Linked DNA regions of Mus musculus: region 2 is linked to region 1. Evidence: chromatin contacts called from public HiChIP or PLAC-seq data. All regions are on one chromosome and are shown on one strand. The core of a region is the stretch at or near the end of the contact, and the rest is flanking DNA. Distances in the headings are between cores, read along the strand shown.

The links. HiChIP or PLAC-seq counts read pairs in DNA pulled down with a chosen protein or histone mark.
Region 2: a contact with region 1 is called in a BATF HiChIP or PLAC-seq map of CD8 T cells, with 6 read pairs. The contact joins two enhancer-like sites. A contact is called at or near these places in 1 of 484 Hi-C or Micro-C datasets (bone marrow-derived macrophages) and 3 of 115 datasets of contacts at active chromatin or transcription factors (CD8 T cells, bone marrow-derived macrophages and memory CD8 T cells).

The regions. Positions count from the first base shown.
Region 1 is chr2:60,865,928-60,873,799 of GRCm38.p6, reverse strand. The region is part of intron 1 of Rbms1 (RNA binding motif, single stranded interacting protein 1); the gene reads left to right. Among named protein-coding and RNA genes, the nearest start is that of Rbms1, 12 kb to the left of the region's middle. Within about 2 kb of position 3,144, at least 124 of the 459 cell types and tissues checked have an H3K27ac peak or open chromatin away from gene starts, as enhancers often do. A contact at or near this core is called in CD8 T cells and memory CD8 T cells, where this site is marked.
Region 2 is chr2:61,511,246-61,519,117 of GRCm38.p6, reverse strand. No RefSeq gene overlaps it. Among named protein-coding and RNA genes, the nearest start is that of Gm33841, 18 kb to the left of the region's middle. Within about 2 kb of position 4,932, at least 87 of the 459 cell types and tissues checked have an H3K27ac peak or open chromatin away from gene starts, as enhancers often do. A contact at or near this core is called in CD8 T cells and memory CD8 T cells, where this site is marked.

The sequences.
Region 1 (7,872 bases), core at 1,895-4,394:
AAAGTGTAGCATGGTGGGAGGTGCAACTTCCGAGAGGCGAGTTTTATGTATAGTGAAGTAGAGAGGATGTCTGTAAGCAGTAGAGGACAGATCAGTTCAGCACTATAGAAGCACTTCCCGAGATGTAACCTAGGAGAGTTTCAGTGGCTAGGGGTCTTTGATAAGAGCTGCAGAGGCTCTAAGGCTTGAGGAAGGGCTGGGGGAAATGGTTAGAGTAAGAGAAAACACAGAGTTACTGTGTTAGCTATTTTACTTCACTCCTCTGTGCTCATCCTTAGGTCGCTTGGCCATATCTTTGCAAGTACTATAATTTTGATGCTGTGTGGGCTGGACAAGTATGTATCCTCATCATTTCACATTTGTCCTCTCCCTTCCTCTTCATATCAGTCCTGTCACCCCACACTTAGGTCCTCTGTTCTTTGGCCTCCTATGAGGAACAGGCTATAAAGCATCATTTCCGTGGGGCGGTAGTGCTGCATGCCTTTAGTCCCAGCACTTGGGAGGCAGAGGCAGGCGACTCTCTTGAGTTAAAAGGGAAAAAAACAACAAGAACAAAAACAAAAAGCCCCACATCATTTTGGTTTGAGACTAGTAAGTTCAACCATTCCTATTCACCTGCTCTAGAGAGCACTTTGTATCTGTTTCCTGGTCTCAATTTTACAGGTCAAACTATCCACAAACTCAAGCAGAGTTCGGTTTTTCAGTTTCAGGGCAACTCAAAAGGGTTGTGTTAGTTACTGGATGTGTGGCGTAAGTTAAATGGTTTTCTAAATAGACATAAGTCCTAGGAAGTAAAGAGCTGGTCCCGGAAGGTTCCGAGAGTGCTGAGAGCCCACCTGTTGAAATAGCTAAGGGATAGTTAGGACCCAAAAGAAAACAATTCAGTTTTTTCGTCGGCAGAGTTATACAGATGACAGACAGTACTCAAGCCCCTGAATTGGCGCTTCAAATGTTATGCTTATTGATGGATGTCCTCCCACAGGTTTTGCACGGATGTGAAAGCTCTAAGACAAAGGCAGTGTTGAGGCGGGATGTTGGCTGCATGGTACCTGCATTTCATTTCAAGTAGATGCTGAATTACAGTCCAGGCTTTGAAGATGGAGGAGACAGGTTTTACTGGGGGACCAGTAAGTGATTGAGGTTAGCAGGATGCAGGGCAGAGGTTGAAAGGCAGAGAGCTATGAGATCACGCTTATTAAAATAGACCAGAGCAGAGCCTGGGCTTAGAAGGTGCCATGATTGAAGGAGAGGTGTCAAATACAGTCGTGCCAATGGGCTGGAGTGGCTATTAACAGACTGCTTGAGAGTAAAGGGTTTCAAGCAGAGGTCCCAGGTTTTAGTCTTGGTTAGGAGGTTGAAAAGCTAAGGTAGCTTGCTTGCTTATCAGTGGGCTAAGTGATAAGGTCAGCTCAGCTGGTCTATTACAGAGATTTTCTACATTTTTTACATGTTATAATAAGGAGGGGTAGGATTGCTAAATTCTGTGGCTGACATTCTGTCCAGACACCAGGAATGCCAAACGTCCTGCTGAGTTCACAGCAGTTTCTTGAAGGGAAATATCCAGTTTTTAATGTGTCTTTGTACTTCAAGGTAAGAACTGAAGTGGGCTGTATACATTTCTGTGCTTCTGTGAGGGTTGCCTTCAAGCCAGCGTGAAGGCTGCCTCACATGGGTGCATAGATTTATTCTTTTATGGTCACGTGATATTCTCCAGTGTGGAAAACATATTCTGCCAATGTTTTTACTTAAAGTTTTTGTGTTTGTTTGTTTGTTTGCTTGGTGTGTGTGTGTGTGTGTGTGTGTGTGTGTGTGAGTGTATGTGAGTGTATGTGATCTCCTCCTACCATGTTGGTCCCAGGGATCCAACTCAGGTAATCAGGTTTGGCAGCAAGTATCTTTTCCCACTGGGCCATCTCAAAAGCCTCAAATGTGTTTGGTTGTTGTTTGTTTGTTTTGGTCATTGTTATGTCACTGAAGACCAGGCTGACTAGAGAGCCTCCTGTTGCATTTATGAAATAAGAAAGGCCCAGAAGCTCGGTGTGGTGGTGCGCACCTTTAATGCCAATACTGGGGAGGGAGGTGGACCTCTTGTGTTTGAGGACAGCCTGGTCTACAGAGAGAGTTCTAGGACATCCAGGACTACACAGAGAAATCCCTTCTTGAAAGACAGAAACAACAAACAACCAAAAGTGCCACAGGTTAAAGCATCTCCCAGCAGCCAGCTCATCCTCACATAAGAGAAAGAAGCCCAGGGAAGGCCAGAGTGTTTGCCCTGACCATTTTAACTTGGCCCCACCGCTTGTGATCTCAAGTTTGTTCAGAAGGCCATTATAATATAGAACTGAAGCCTAGGGAGAGAAGTCTTGGGAGTAAGAGAAGATATTCCAGGGAGCAGGGTGTCAAAGGGGGGGGGGGTGGTGGAGCGTAAGTTCTAACCATCCAGGAAGGAGCAGGCTGGGCCTTTGACACAGTAGGTGACAGAAATACCAGAACTCTGAAAGAATGCGGAGCCTCGGCAGCTCTTGCAAGGAGAGCTTGTTGGCTCCAGTAAAGGATGCCCAGAGGTCATGGAAGACAAAGGCTGGTGAAAGGCAGCTGGAATTGTCTGTTGAGAGGTCACGATGTGTGTCTGTGGGTCTGAGGTTTCCACAGAACACTGTGTGTGCAATGGGGCAGGAGGAGTGAGCAGGAGGAAGCACATTCCAGAAGGTTTAAAGAAGAGATGAGTGAGGAGGGAGTGTCTTTCGGAAAGTCAAGCACCAGAAGAAAAAGAGAGTCCCTCCCAGTTGAAGAGTGACAGCCCTGACTGTTTTAATCTGTTGGAGGTCCTTTCAAGAGCTGGTGGGGGTAGGCTTTGCTCTTAAGAGCCACTGAGGCAAGTGTTAGCCCTATATTGGAAGGAGCCAGATGTGAGAATGTCAGAGCCAGCTAGGGTTAGTTGTGACACTGAGGTGTCAGTGGGGTGTTGGGTGTTTAGTTCCTAGAGACCAGACGGGAGACCATCAGAGACGGAACTGCAGTCTCAAGGAGTCCTGACAGGAGGCTTTAGAGTTCTTGGGAAATTGGTGAGCACCAAAACAGATGAAGAAAGGATGAGTAAGTGGGGGGAGGGCAGGGCGGAGGGGAGCTGGGAGGGGAGCTGGGAGGGCCAGCTGTCTGAGTCAGCCAGACACTGAGATCTTCAGCAGTCAGTGGGCTGGGTTCTGAGGAATGGGTTAGTGTGGTGTTTGTCATTGGTAAAGTGAGAACTGTATAAAACTTGAGCATTGATTGTTAGGCGTGCTGGAGGAGGTAGATAACTCAGGGAGGCCAGACATGTTCAGAATAAGGAGCCTGGCAGCTCCCTTCAGATGCAAAGAAAAGTCTGGGGGGTGAAAAAGAGAAAAAATAAAACTGTCATTTCAGTAACATAGTTTTTAAAATAAAATATGTTTTAACTATATTCTTTCCCTCTCCCCAACTCCTCCCCACCTAACTTCAAAACAAGGAAAACAAAACAGTAAAATTAAAACCAATTAAAAAGAAGAAAACAAGACAAAAATACTAAAACACAACAAAAGAGGCACACTAAAAAACAAACAAGAGTCTAAGGAGCCCTTTCATGCTGACCAAGTGCTGTTAGGCATGGGGCCTGCCCTGAAGTATGGTTGACAAGCAGGGTCAAAACTGACAGTGTAGTAATAGTAAGACTATCACACCCTAGGTCTCCAGCGTGGGAATCATGGTACAAACCCTGATCTTGCCTGGTGGCCTTGTTGGAGTAGATGAAAGAACAGTACTGTCTTCCTTGTACAGGCAGAGGACGTGGGTGGCCTCTACTATCCTGTTGCTTCTCTTATAGTAGTTTTAGAATGAATCAAGTTCTGTTATATTTTCCCCATTTTTAAAGTGATCCTATTTTTCTCTCGCAGCCTCCCAAGTCCAGGAATTCTAGGCCTACACCATCATACACAGCACCCAGTCTTGTTTCATAGAGAATGAACCACAAACTGATTATTGTGGGTTTTTTTTTTTTTAACCTGACCCTTTACTTCAGTTTAAGAAATTTCACTGACACTGTTTGAAAGCATCCCAAGTTGCTTTGAAAGACAAGATGTGGAGATAGTTGGCTTTCAACAAACTCATTAGTTGTATGGTTGTGAGGACATTTCTTAACATTTCTTAGGTCTTCCTTTTCTCAACACAAAAATTCACGAGAATGGCTACTTGACATTCTTGAGGTGGAAGGGGGACTCATGTGTGCCATCTGACACAGCTGCTCTCACTTGTCCCTGCTTCCCTTGTGAGGTGTCCCCTCACAAGTCAGTTTATGTAAACACGTGTGGAGGCTGTGTAATCCTAACAGTGGAAGGAACTGTCATCATTCCGATCATTGTCAGAAAATGTGAGGAAAGGCTAAAACCATTCAGCCCTCACTGGAGAATTTATACACCGGTGTTGTGCCGGCACTGCCCAGACCTGTGAACAGTGCAGAGATGCTAAGGGCTCTTGAGTGGATGCTCCACAGTTAGGCATTTTGATATCTGGTTCTAAGCTCCTGAACTTTGTTACTTAAAGCTGCTTCCCAGTTGTGTTCACTGAGATTTTCTCATTCTATGAAATGTTGAACGTGTTCCAGGAATTAAGATACTCAGTGTTGAGAAAGTTGGCGGTATCACGCGCTGCTTAGCGTAGCTGAGGAGAAGTTTTTGAACTTCTGCAAGTGAAAATATTTATCCAGTTGTGTATGTATTTCATTCATTTTCTGGAATTACTTGATCGTGGGACTCCTTAGTCCTACGTTATTAACAGTATGTTTGAAACAGTTTAAGCAACACTAGCTTTAAAGGAATCTTTACATTTGGCGTTGGAAGGGGTCGTAGAGATTATCTGGCCATGTGTCTGGTTTAATTTCTCCCGAAAGAGCTAACATCCAAAGCCATCCAGGAACGGTGAGGTCTCCCAACTTGGGAAGCTTACCTTTTTGACTCAACCGTGTGAGATCCCGTTTTTTACCATTTTAGTTTCCACTTAGGCTGCATCCTTGCACCACAGCCATCATAATGAACATTAGTAAAGACTGTATTTTTTAAATAATGGTTGAGGGATCTTCAGAATTACTTTCATGAAAGGTGTTTGAAAGCCTCTCTGTGACCAGATTGGTCCTGTGGTGGGCATGTGTTGAGTGAAGCCACTGTAAGTCAGCTTTCATTTCTCTTTTTGCTTTTAATTTCTTTTCTCTTAAGGCTGGTTTCCCCATCTCTTCTATTACTGCTTTTTCAAGCATCTACTAAATCAGGATAACTGTGACTTGGGAAAGCAACCCAGTTTAAAGTACCAGTGATCTGGAAAACCCACACACAATTATTAATGAATATTCTTTTGTTCTCAAGATTAGTTTCGTCTTTTCCATTTAATTGGCTGTGGGTAGGCACATTTGCATGATGTTAGCCTCTTCCTGCTTTACTCTAGCAGGCAGGGTTTGCTGTGTGGTTTCTGGGCACAAGTTCCTGTGTAGGGGAGAACTTTGCAATGCCCCTGTGCCAAGAGCCCACCATGGATGCCGGTCATGTGCTCTGAGGGGCCACTCCCCTGCGTTGTTATCAGAGATACTGCAGACACCAACTGCTCACGTGTAGTATTTGTTTTTAAGTGTATTATCAGTGCTCATAGCTGACTACTCTATAGAGTAACAGTGTAATGCCAGGCACTGCTCCTGCACACCTGTAACTAGCACTAGGAAATCAGATGGAGGGGACTCTTGAGTTGTAGGTAGCCATAGATGCCTAAGCAAGACTCAGCCTCAGAAACCATCACAGCAACGTAGAAAAACTAGAGTCTTGAGAGAAATTCAAGGGAGAGAGTGTTTCAGATTCTGAAAGGTCCTGATCATTGTCCTCTAGTTAAATCTACGAAGTAAGATAGGAAACAGTACCCAGCAGAGTTGGGATTGATGGTCAAGAGGGATAATCAGTAGAGGCTTACTATGGTATTAGTGGTGCATTTCATGGCTTATCTCATGCTGGGCTGACAAGAGTGTAAGCTTTGTAGCTCTCAGTCTCGGCCACAGTTGTCTGGTACCAACTTGACAACTTGGAAGCAATTGTGGATGATCTAGGGGTGGCTGATGTAAAACTTACATACAAAAGCCAGCATGAGCCGTGTTGGTTCTGTGTACCACAGTCTGCCTACTCCTCATGGGTGGATCTGTCTTTGTGGAATCTTTTACCTAGCGTGTACAGAAGGAGTAGAAAGAAAGCGAAGCCAAAGCAGACAGCAAGGATCACTGCGAGCGAGCGAGCGAGCACAGTCAGCGTAAGATAAACAGCAAGTGAAACCATAGGAAGGTGGGTGTGATTCATAGCTTGCTCAGAAGGTTTTGAATTTAGGGTTCAATCTTAGATAACTTTGGTTATACATGGGGAGGCATTCTTGTGTTTATGTCATCCATGGTGTGTGTGAGCATTCTCTTTCTCTCCCTTCTCCCTGTGTGTGTGCATGTATGTGTGGCTGTGCATATAGAGGCCAGAAGTTCAGGTCAGGTGTCCTCTATCAACCTCTGTCTTATTTTTGAGATAGAATCCCCAGAGAACTTGGAGCTCACTGATGTGGACAGACGACGCGGGACCTTCCCTTCTTCCTCCTCCTGACTTACTTTGTTGAGTGTGGGTGTTAGGATGTTCCTGTAGCAAACGCTTGACACACTGAGCCATCTTATCAGCCTGACTTTGGTCACCTTTTTTTTTTTTTTCTTATTTGGTCATAATACTGAAATGGTGAGAACATTGTAAAACACAAAAGGCTACTTGGAGTAAAACATTTTCTTTGAACGTGTTTTTAGTGACATAGCTGTTTTACTGCTATAGAAACAAACAGCAGGGAAACACCGTGCAGTAGTGGGCTGGACCACTGTGAGGTGTGTCATCTACTAGGCCCATTTCAGCCTAGTAGATGCTTACGCCCTGTTCTGAGGCTAGACAGATGAGGGCACTGACAGAGCCATGCTTCCTCCCAGGAGCCCAGAGTGCTGGAGCAGGCTTTCCCCTTGCTCTTTGCTCTTACCTAACATTGGCGTTGAAACTCTTGCTCTCACGGTGTCTCCCTGTGCCCAGAGTTTCCCCTCTGTTCATCTATAACAGTCATGGTGTTTGGGTCCCTGTGTTTAGACATTTGACTATAAAGAAGATCTCATTCCAGGATACTGGGGGGTGGGGGGACAGGGTCAGAATCCTAGGCTGCCTTAGGGGATTACATTTCATCACTAACAGCATTCATTTATTTGAGGCAGAACTCCTCAATTGGGCCTAAATGACATCCATAGTCATAAGAGCTTCAATAATGGAAGTATTATATTGGTGACACACTGTACGTAGTTGTAAGGACATTTTCCCCTTTGTGGCTGAATTTTAACTTGGAGGTTAGAAGATTCATCTTCATACAGAAGGCTCAAACATACAAATGATTCTAGAAGCATCTTCCAACTCTAGCCTTCAAGGAGCTCCAGAACCGCTCTGCTTCAGCCAAGCCCATTCCCATCCTTCTAGCCTGAAGCTTCTCCCAGCTTCTAGAAGTCTCTCTTTTCCCCTGCTCTCTCCTAGGCCTTTGTTAGACCATTACAAATGGCAGCAGAACTCTGTCTTCCCACCTTCAGGTCCCCTCCCTCTTGTCTCTTAAGTTCTACCTGAAACTTGTGTCAGAATTGAGCCCTCCTGATGTGGTTTTCATCCACCACACCTGAGTGGTAGTGTGGGCAGAGTGGAAAAACCCAGGCATTCACTGTCTTTATCTGCAAAGGGGATTCCTGGGCCACCGTGTTGGAGAAGTCAGGTTGTTTGTGGGGGAGTGAAAATGACTCCTACCATTAGTAGGGAAGATTGTTGGAAGAGATTCTTG
Region 2 (7,872 bases), core at 3,683-6,182, 640 kb before region 1:
TTTAAAAACTGGATGCAATAATCTAATTGAACTCTTTTGATTAATTTATATTAACCATACATCATCTTAATAGTGAAACCTACAACATTAAATATTTTATGCTGTTTCTTTATGTTTTTTTCTTCATTTGTTTTTATCTTTGAGATGTATTTTAGTTGCTTTCTATTCATTTTAGGAAATGTTTCTTATATATTTTCCTCCTTCCCCCTTCTTTCCTCCCTCTCTTCCTCCCTCCCTTCCTTCTTATTATAAATGTGTAGAAAAGTTAGTCCCCCCTTCAGTGGTACTAAGGATTGAATTTAGGATCTGTGTACACTAAGGAAGCATCCTACTATTGGGCTATAGCTGCAGTCTTATTTTCATCTTTACTTTTTATTTTGAGATAAGATCTGACTATGCTGTTCAGGATGGCCTTGAACCTATGATATTCCTTCTTCCATGCAGAGTCCAACTGGCTATGTGAGGGACAGAATGACATGGTTCCTGTCCCTGGAACAGAGACAGCAGGACATGGGCCTCCATGTGTTAAAGGGCGTATGCTATGGGCAGAAGCCTTGTTTATATAATGCGCATATTTTCATGTTCCTCCTTCGAGGAATGTCCTCTCTTCCAAGGTTGAGGACTCCATGATAATTAGAGACAGCATGAGACTGGGAGGTGACAGGACAGCCCTATGGCTTTGGGAAAGAATGCTGAAAACATGAGTTCAAAAATATATAATTTCTCAACTATGCAAAATATAAGGATGCAATATGAATTATATAAAGAGCTTCACAGATCTAAAGGGACACAGGAAGCTGTACTGTGAGCCAGCTTGTCAGAAAAATACTAAGAAGCAAAATAAAGAGATTTAGGGAGTGGTGATCACAGGGCAAGATCACAGCTAAGTTTACCAAAGCAGGGGAAGCTCTGAATTCTTTTGCAATGTTAAAAAAAAAGTGTGTTTGCTGTCTTTTTCTAAGAATCAAATGGCTGAGATTATGGGATACTGATCCATTGGATATTCAAAAGGGAACCTGGGATAATGCCTGAATTGATATGTAAATTAAAATCTAGGCTTTTGATCTGCAAAAGATGAGCTATCGAGAGAGTTTTTAGTATAGCAAGAGAGAGCTGTCTCAAGCAGAACACAGAGACAGAGATAGAGCAATTTGGAAAACTGTCTTGAGCAGAATATAGGTCTTCTTCAGCTTGTAACCCATGATTTGACTTTGAGTTGTTTGTTTGGCAAACACCCCTTCTTCTCAAAACCATTCTTTAAGCTAAGGCTGGTCCTTGGCACTTCTGGTACCTAAGTAGCTGGTATTACAGCCCTGTGCCACCTGGGCTGGCTCAAAATTCTCAAAAGTATTATGCTGAAATCTATATCCTTTCAGTATCAGGCAGTTTTTTCAGGATGTCACTTTGGCGGGAGATTAGCATGTCCTAGCCCCAGCTCTGTCACTAATGGAAGCAATTCATACAAAGCAAATCGTTGTATCCCATTTTTTTTAATTCTAATGATACTGCAATATCTTAATTAAACATGTCTTTTAAAAATATCAATCATTGCTTTCACACTATTAAATCCAGGCTTTAAAGTTTTCTTAAGCAACACAGTTTTAAGACACCCTTTTTTCTTCTTCTTCTTTTGTATGTAAGACAGTATGAGACCCGTTGCATTTGGTTTTAGAGAGTTGATGTCTCACATAATTATGCAGAACTAATTAATTCAAAATCTGTTTATCAACAGTAGTCTGTAGCTACAGCATTTTCTCCCAGAGGCACTAACAAAGGCTTATCACCTGCTTTCTTGTTGCAGTTTGTCTCAAAGGCAAATCAATATGAAAACTATAAAAACGTTATTCCCAGAACTAACACTTGGAACAACTTACAAGAACTTTTAGTATCTGCTACCAATTAGTTTCCCTAGCTTAAATTAAAAACAGTTTTATTTAGCAGTGAAATGTGTCAAAATACTAAGGATTTAAAAGGCAAATAAAAATTTCCTGCTTTTTTGGTTAATTTTTGTCATATATTTATCAATTTATATATACGTAATTTTTATTTTTTTCAGGATAAATAGCCATAATAGTTAATTGGGAATAGCAGACAGAGAAGAAAGCCTCCATATATCTTAGAGAGCAAATGCACATTGTATGTTCCCATATGAGATGTGTGCACAGGGAGAAGACGCTCGCCACAACCTGAGTGTCTCCTTGTGAACAGCAAAGGAAGTTGCTGATGCCTGTGGCTGACTTGTGGTAGGTTTTTCCTGAGCAGCGGGAGTTCATTTGGAGGAACAATAGGTAAAATGAAAGTGTTTGGAGTTACAGAGTCATTTTTCTGCCTTTACAAAGTGAGGATGGCTTTTAGGAATCGCAGGGAAGTGAATGTGGAGCTGGAGTTTGTCATCTTTCACAGGGAATCCTTTGTGATTCATGAATCTTGGTTATTAAACCCACACTGAGCACGGTGTAGGTGACACAAGCAGACTTCTATAGCAAAGAATGATCTTTTGTGTTCTGCCAGAACACTTCTAAGCTGTGAGGCCCAAATTATCTGCAAAGAGGAAAAGCCTACTTAATAAATGTGTAGGTGGATCCTCAGTATAATTCATCATAAATATCCCTCCTGGAAACAGCTCAGCTATGTCAAACATTGGATTGTCAAAGGCACCAGTGATTTCCTGAGATATGGGGAATATAATAAAAGGTTATTTGCTTTATCTCATAATATCTCTGGATGCCTCTGTGTCTCTGTCCCTGTCTCTCTGTCTCTGTCTGTCTGTCTGTCTCTGTCTCTCTCTGTGTTTGTGTGTGTGTGTGTGTGTGTGTGTGTGTGTCTTTGCTGTGGTGTGCATGGGGAGGTCAGAAGACACTTTACGGAGCTGGTTCTCTATTGCTACTGTCTGTTTGGAGAACTGAACCCTGGTCATCAGCCTGTGCGACAAGTTCTTTTATCTCCTGAGCCATCTTGCCAGCCCCAGTAAAGTGGTATCAAAGCAAGTAGAATGGTGGCATCCTATGATTTAGCGGTGTGGAATTAACAGCCCCTCTTTCAGTGTTCTCAAACTCTCACTATAATCTTTATAAAATACTGTCAAGGATAAAACCTTACACTATCATATATTAAAAAGAAAACTCAACAGATGATCTGATGCTAAAACTTATGAGGAAATTACCCATTTCCACAGCCAAGTAGATGCAGATTGAGGCAACTGTTTGCAGCCTAATCTCTGCCTCTTGAAGTAGAACTGGCCAGCTGTTCTCAGACCTGAAAGAAGTGGAAAGCCCTGCCTTCCTTCACTGACTCCCTGCTGAAATGGGTCCTGGATTTAGAGTAACTGGAGCTAGAAGTGTTTGCTGAGACACAGTGTGCTCCTTCTCTTGTACTTTCTACATCAAGTCACAAACACTCTGGAAGGAAGTGAGATTGGCAACTGAGTGTTGTCTCTGGGCACATTCTATCTCCACAGTTGAAACACTGAGGTTAAAAACAGTGATCTATAGTTAGACTGACTTTGGCACTTAGACTCTGAGCAGATACTCCAATTTTTTCACAATTCAGGGTTACTATTAGTATCACACAATGTAATGGATACAGAATACAAAGCATAATTACTAGTTCAATGTTTTATTTGATAAGTGGCAGACATTTTTATTATGACAAAGAAGGGTAGAAAAGGGGAAATTTCTAGCAGGGTATGTTGTAAATTGTTTTGTAACTCCTCTGTGTTCAGTGTGTCAGAGAATCTAGCTTTAAGATAATGGTGGGTCCTCTCTTTTTGTCCTGTTATTTAAGATGAATATTTCAGACAAAGGGCATGGCCAGGAGCCCTTCACCTCACCAGCTGCTGCACAGTCAATGAGAAATCACACCTGAAGGGACAGGGTGTGTTAAAGCCAAAGCTGGTAAAAAGATAAAAATTAACATTATGCCAAAAACACAGTGGATCTATGAAAAAAACAAAACAAAACAAACAAACAAACAAACAAAACCTCCAAACACTGGGAGATGAAAATGGTTTGGAATCTTCAGTGGAATGAAAAGAACCACTGCTTTCATGAACCAGTAGAAAGTTGGTTAATTACTTTCATTTAGGGAGAGTCTGGAACCTTATTGGGCTTCCTTATCTCTGCCCTGCATGCTACCATCATTCTGGTGACTCTTATCTGAAATGCCTTCTAACTGTGGGCTGAATTGTATATCCCCAAATCCATGTGCTGAAGTCCCAACTTATGGTAAGCGTGTGTCTCAGCAATTCAGGCAGGGGTTAGTTTTAGGTGGAACCTTCTAAAGCTAACTAAAGTTAAGTGAAGTTATTGTGGTTTTCCTATGAACTGAATATTGAATGTGTCTAGATTCATTATAAGAGCAGACACACACACACGCTCACAGAGCAAAGACCGTGAGAAGGCAGGGAGAATATGATCTCCTCTAGGCCAAGGACATTAGCCTCAAGTCAAGCCTGTTGGCATGTATGAGAAAACACATTTCTATTGTTTAAGTGAGCATCTTACTACAGAAGCCAAGTAAGGTACCATCCGTTTGCCTGATTCCTTGGTCTACTTCCTCATTTCCAGAGATAACCCCTTTTACCGGCATGATACCCTAAAGTTGTCATAATCTATGTCTACCTGCCATCTTATGAAGCTTACGTTAAAATCTGAACTGTTTAGCTCTCTCCTATGATAGTTAAGTTGTCCTGCAGCACTGCACAGCTATCATTGTGTCCCAACCACATTCCCGGGCCTTCTTCCCTTCCTCGCCTTTAAACATCCCTGCTCTCTTTCCTCCCGATGGAGTCGTATGGGTTACCACTTCACCCTCTGTCTTATCAATATTTCTAACTTCTCTTTCCTCCCACACGTGGAGGCCTTTCAGAGCCCCACCCAGCTGTCTGTCTTCCCTGCCCACACAGCATTTTGGGTGCTGCTGGAGGAAACCACACAGCCACATCACATGTCCCGAACCGTAGTCAGCTCGCAGAGGCCCTCAGTGCTGTTCTGGCGTCTTTCTCTATACAATGAATAGCTCAAACTTCCTCTACCCTCATCTTTAAAATGTAGACTTCACAACATACACCCTTGTTAACCAGCAAACGAGCTCATTTCCTTGTTGGCAGAGAAAAGTGAGGTCGAGAGAGAGAGAGAGAGAGAGAGAGAGAGAGAGAGAGAGAGAGGAGACTTCCCAAAAATTCTGTTAACCAACATTTAATTTTTCTTCCCGTTTTGCATTTTTCTTCTGGTAGCCAACCTCAACATTTGTCACCTTCTAATAATGCCTTGACTCATTGGCATTCAATCAATCCAAGACTCTTTCTCTTCTTTGGTTTTCTATCAAGTTTAACAACTCTCCTTTCTCCATTGTTTATGGCTTTTTCTCTCCTTGTAAACAGTCTCATGATGCCCCAGAAGTGCTCCCTACAGCTTAAACATATTGTTCTATGGATCCTTTATATAAATAAAAAAAAAATCTTTAGGCATCTTACTCATGTGTGACATATAAAAAAGTTGATCTCATAGAAGTTGGAATGGAGTGGTGCCATCTCACCCGCCTTTGTCCATTATTATAGGACGAAATATCATAACGTATATAAAACGCTTATATTAACACCTGAGAATATAGTATGTATTAAATAGAACTACTTTTCACATTTCTTTTTTTTTTTAAGAGTTTTTTTTTTAAGTGCATCTTGTTTGTGTGTGGATGTGCATGTGGGTGCAGGTACCTGAGGAGGTTGGAGAAGTTTGATCCTGTGGAGCTGAAGTTATAGGCAGTTATGAACTGCCGGGTATGGGTGGTAGGAACCAAGCTGCCTTCCTCTGCAGAGGCTGCATGTGGCCTTAACCATGGAGGCATCTCTATCTCTTCTTTCTTGTATTTCTTTAACCATGAAACACTGATGATGAGCGAATCTAGTGAAATCACTGTTAAGTCTCTCCCGCAGAATTCATACAAAACACCTGCTCCTTTGTGCAATGAATCTCAGCATTGTTACAACAGGTACAGCTCTGGCTGGGAAGGGGGATTCCTGCCCGGGGCTGTAAAGGATCTTTTGCATCACACACAATAGATTTGAGCACGAGTGCCTCTGACATTTAGTAACTTTAAACACTTATTTTCTTGATTAATTCAACCTCAGAAAAGTAGGCTGCAAATTCTCTTTGATATCCTCAAAACAAAAGCCAAAAACATTTGTGTGTGTATGTGTGCGCGTGTGTGTGTCTGTGTGTGCGTGTGCATATGTCACTATGTATTTAAATTCAGAAAGAGAGAAAAAATGTCAATTGTTCAAATGACAAAAAGGTGTGTGGGTTGAGTCACTCTGGATACTAATGACACATACTACTTAGAATCCAGGTGATAATTTAAACAGTGGAAACACCTAGATGAGTGAAAACACAAAGATGTGAACTTGTCAAACCCTTCCTTTTAATTAGCATGAACAAGCAGATTCGTTATGGTGAAATGCCTTAGAAGTATTGTCCGTTTTCTTGCTTCCTTTCATACTCTGATATGTGGTCCAGGGGTATACTCACAAACTGGTATAATGTTCACAGTAGTTACACAGGGATGTGGAGGTTGGATTTTAAATAGTTCATATTACTCACATTTGAAAAGGCTGAACACCCCTGATATAAAACTTAAAACTTAAAAATGCTCTAAAATCTGAAATTTTAGCACTGACGTGACATGACAGTTGCGAAATCCTTCATATTGTCTCACGTGACAATAAAATAAAAATGAAGGCATATCTTGATATGAGGGTTTGTGCTTATTCCTGTTGTTACTTGTTATGACGTGCTCAGTTGCTATGCCTGGGAGGACTTAGAAAAAGGAACTCCTTTTTAAGGGGAATGCAGAAGCAGAGGATCTGGGAAACGGGGAAGCATGTGGGGGCAGCTGGGGGCAGTGGAAGGAGGAGAAACTATGGTCAGACGAAATGTATGAGGGAAGAGTCGATTTTAAAAGTGCAGACACACTAAAAATATCGTAATGGCCTGGCAAGTTAGCTCAGTGGGTAAAATCTCTTGCTGTCAAACCTGGTGACCTGAGTTCAGCTTCTGTGATCTACATGATAGGAAGAAAGAACTCATCCCAGCAGGTTGCCCTCTGACCTCTATATCTGCATCAAACATAAGTACACATGTACTCACAAATAAATTAATTTGAAAAGCATATGAAATTATTTTCAGGCTATGTGCATAAAATATACATGAAACATAAATGAATTTTGTGTTTTGACCTGTGTCCCAGGCCCATAATATATTATTATAAGTATATGTTATATATTATAAGCATATATAAATGAATATTTCAAAATGTGAAAAAACTCAGAAACACTTCTGGCTCTGAGCATTTTGAACAAGGAATACTCAACCTGTATGAATGCAGATCTAAGCTTCAAACACATACATTTTTTTACATTGTTAAATAGACTTAGTATTGCTTTAAGGAATAGTGGAAGCTGTAGCACAAAAATATAGTGATATAAAGTATAAATGTCAATATCATATCTGCAATAACAATACAAATTTATTATATATCACTATAATATTATAACATGGAATGTATATATTATTTATTTCTAAATTCTATTATGGCATTAGTCAAATTATGTTCTATTTCCTCAGCAGAAAAAAAGTCTTCAAACTGAGATTAAAATCTACTCAAAAATAGTAATAAATCAAGGTTTGTTTACTTGACATTTTTGTTAATAAAGCATAAATAATATGAAAATCTTGACTATGTCATTATTAGTGATTATACTGAAATTGAAGCAACAGGGCAAGTTCTATAGAGCAAACATAATAATTTATAAGCCATAGAGCTTTACTTCTTAACCAAATATTACTGGTCTTTGTATAGATACATATATTAATAGAA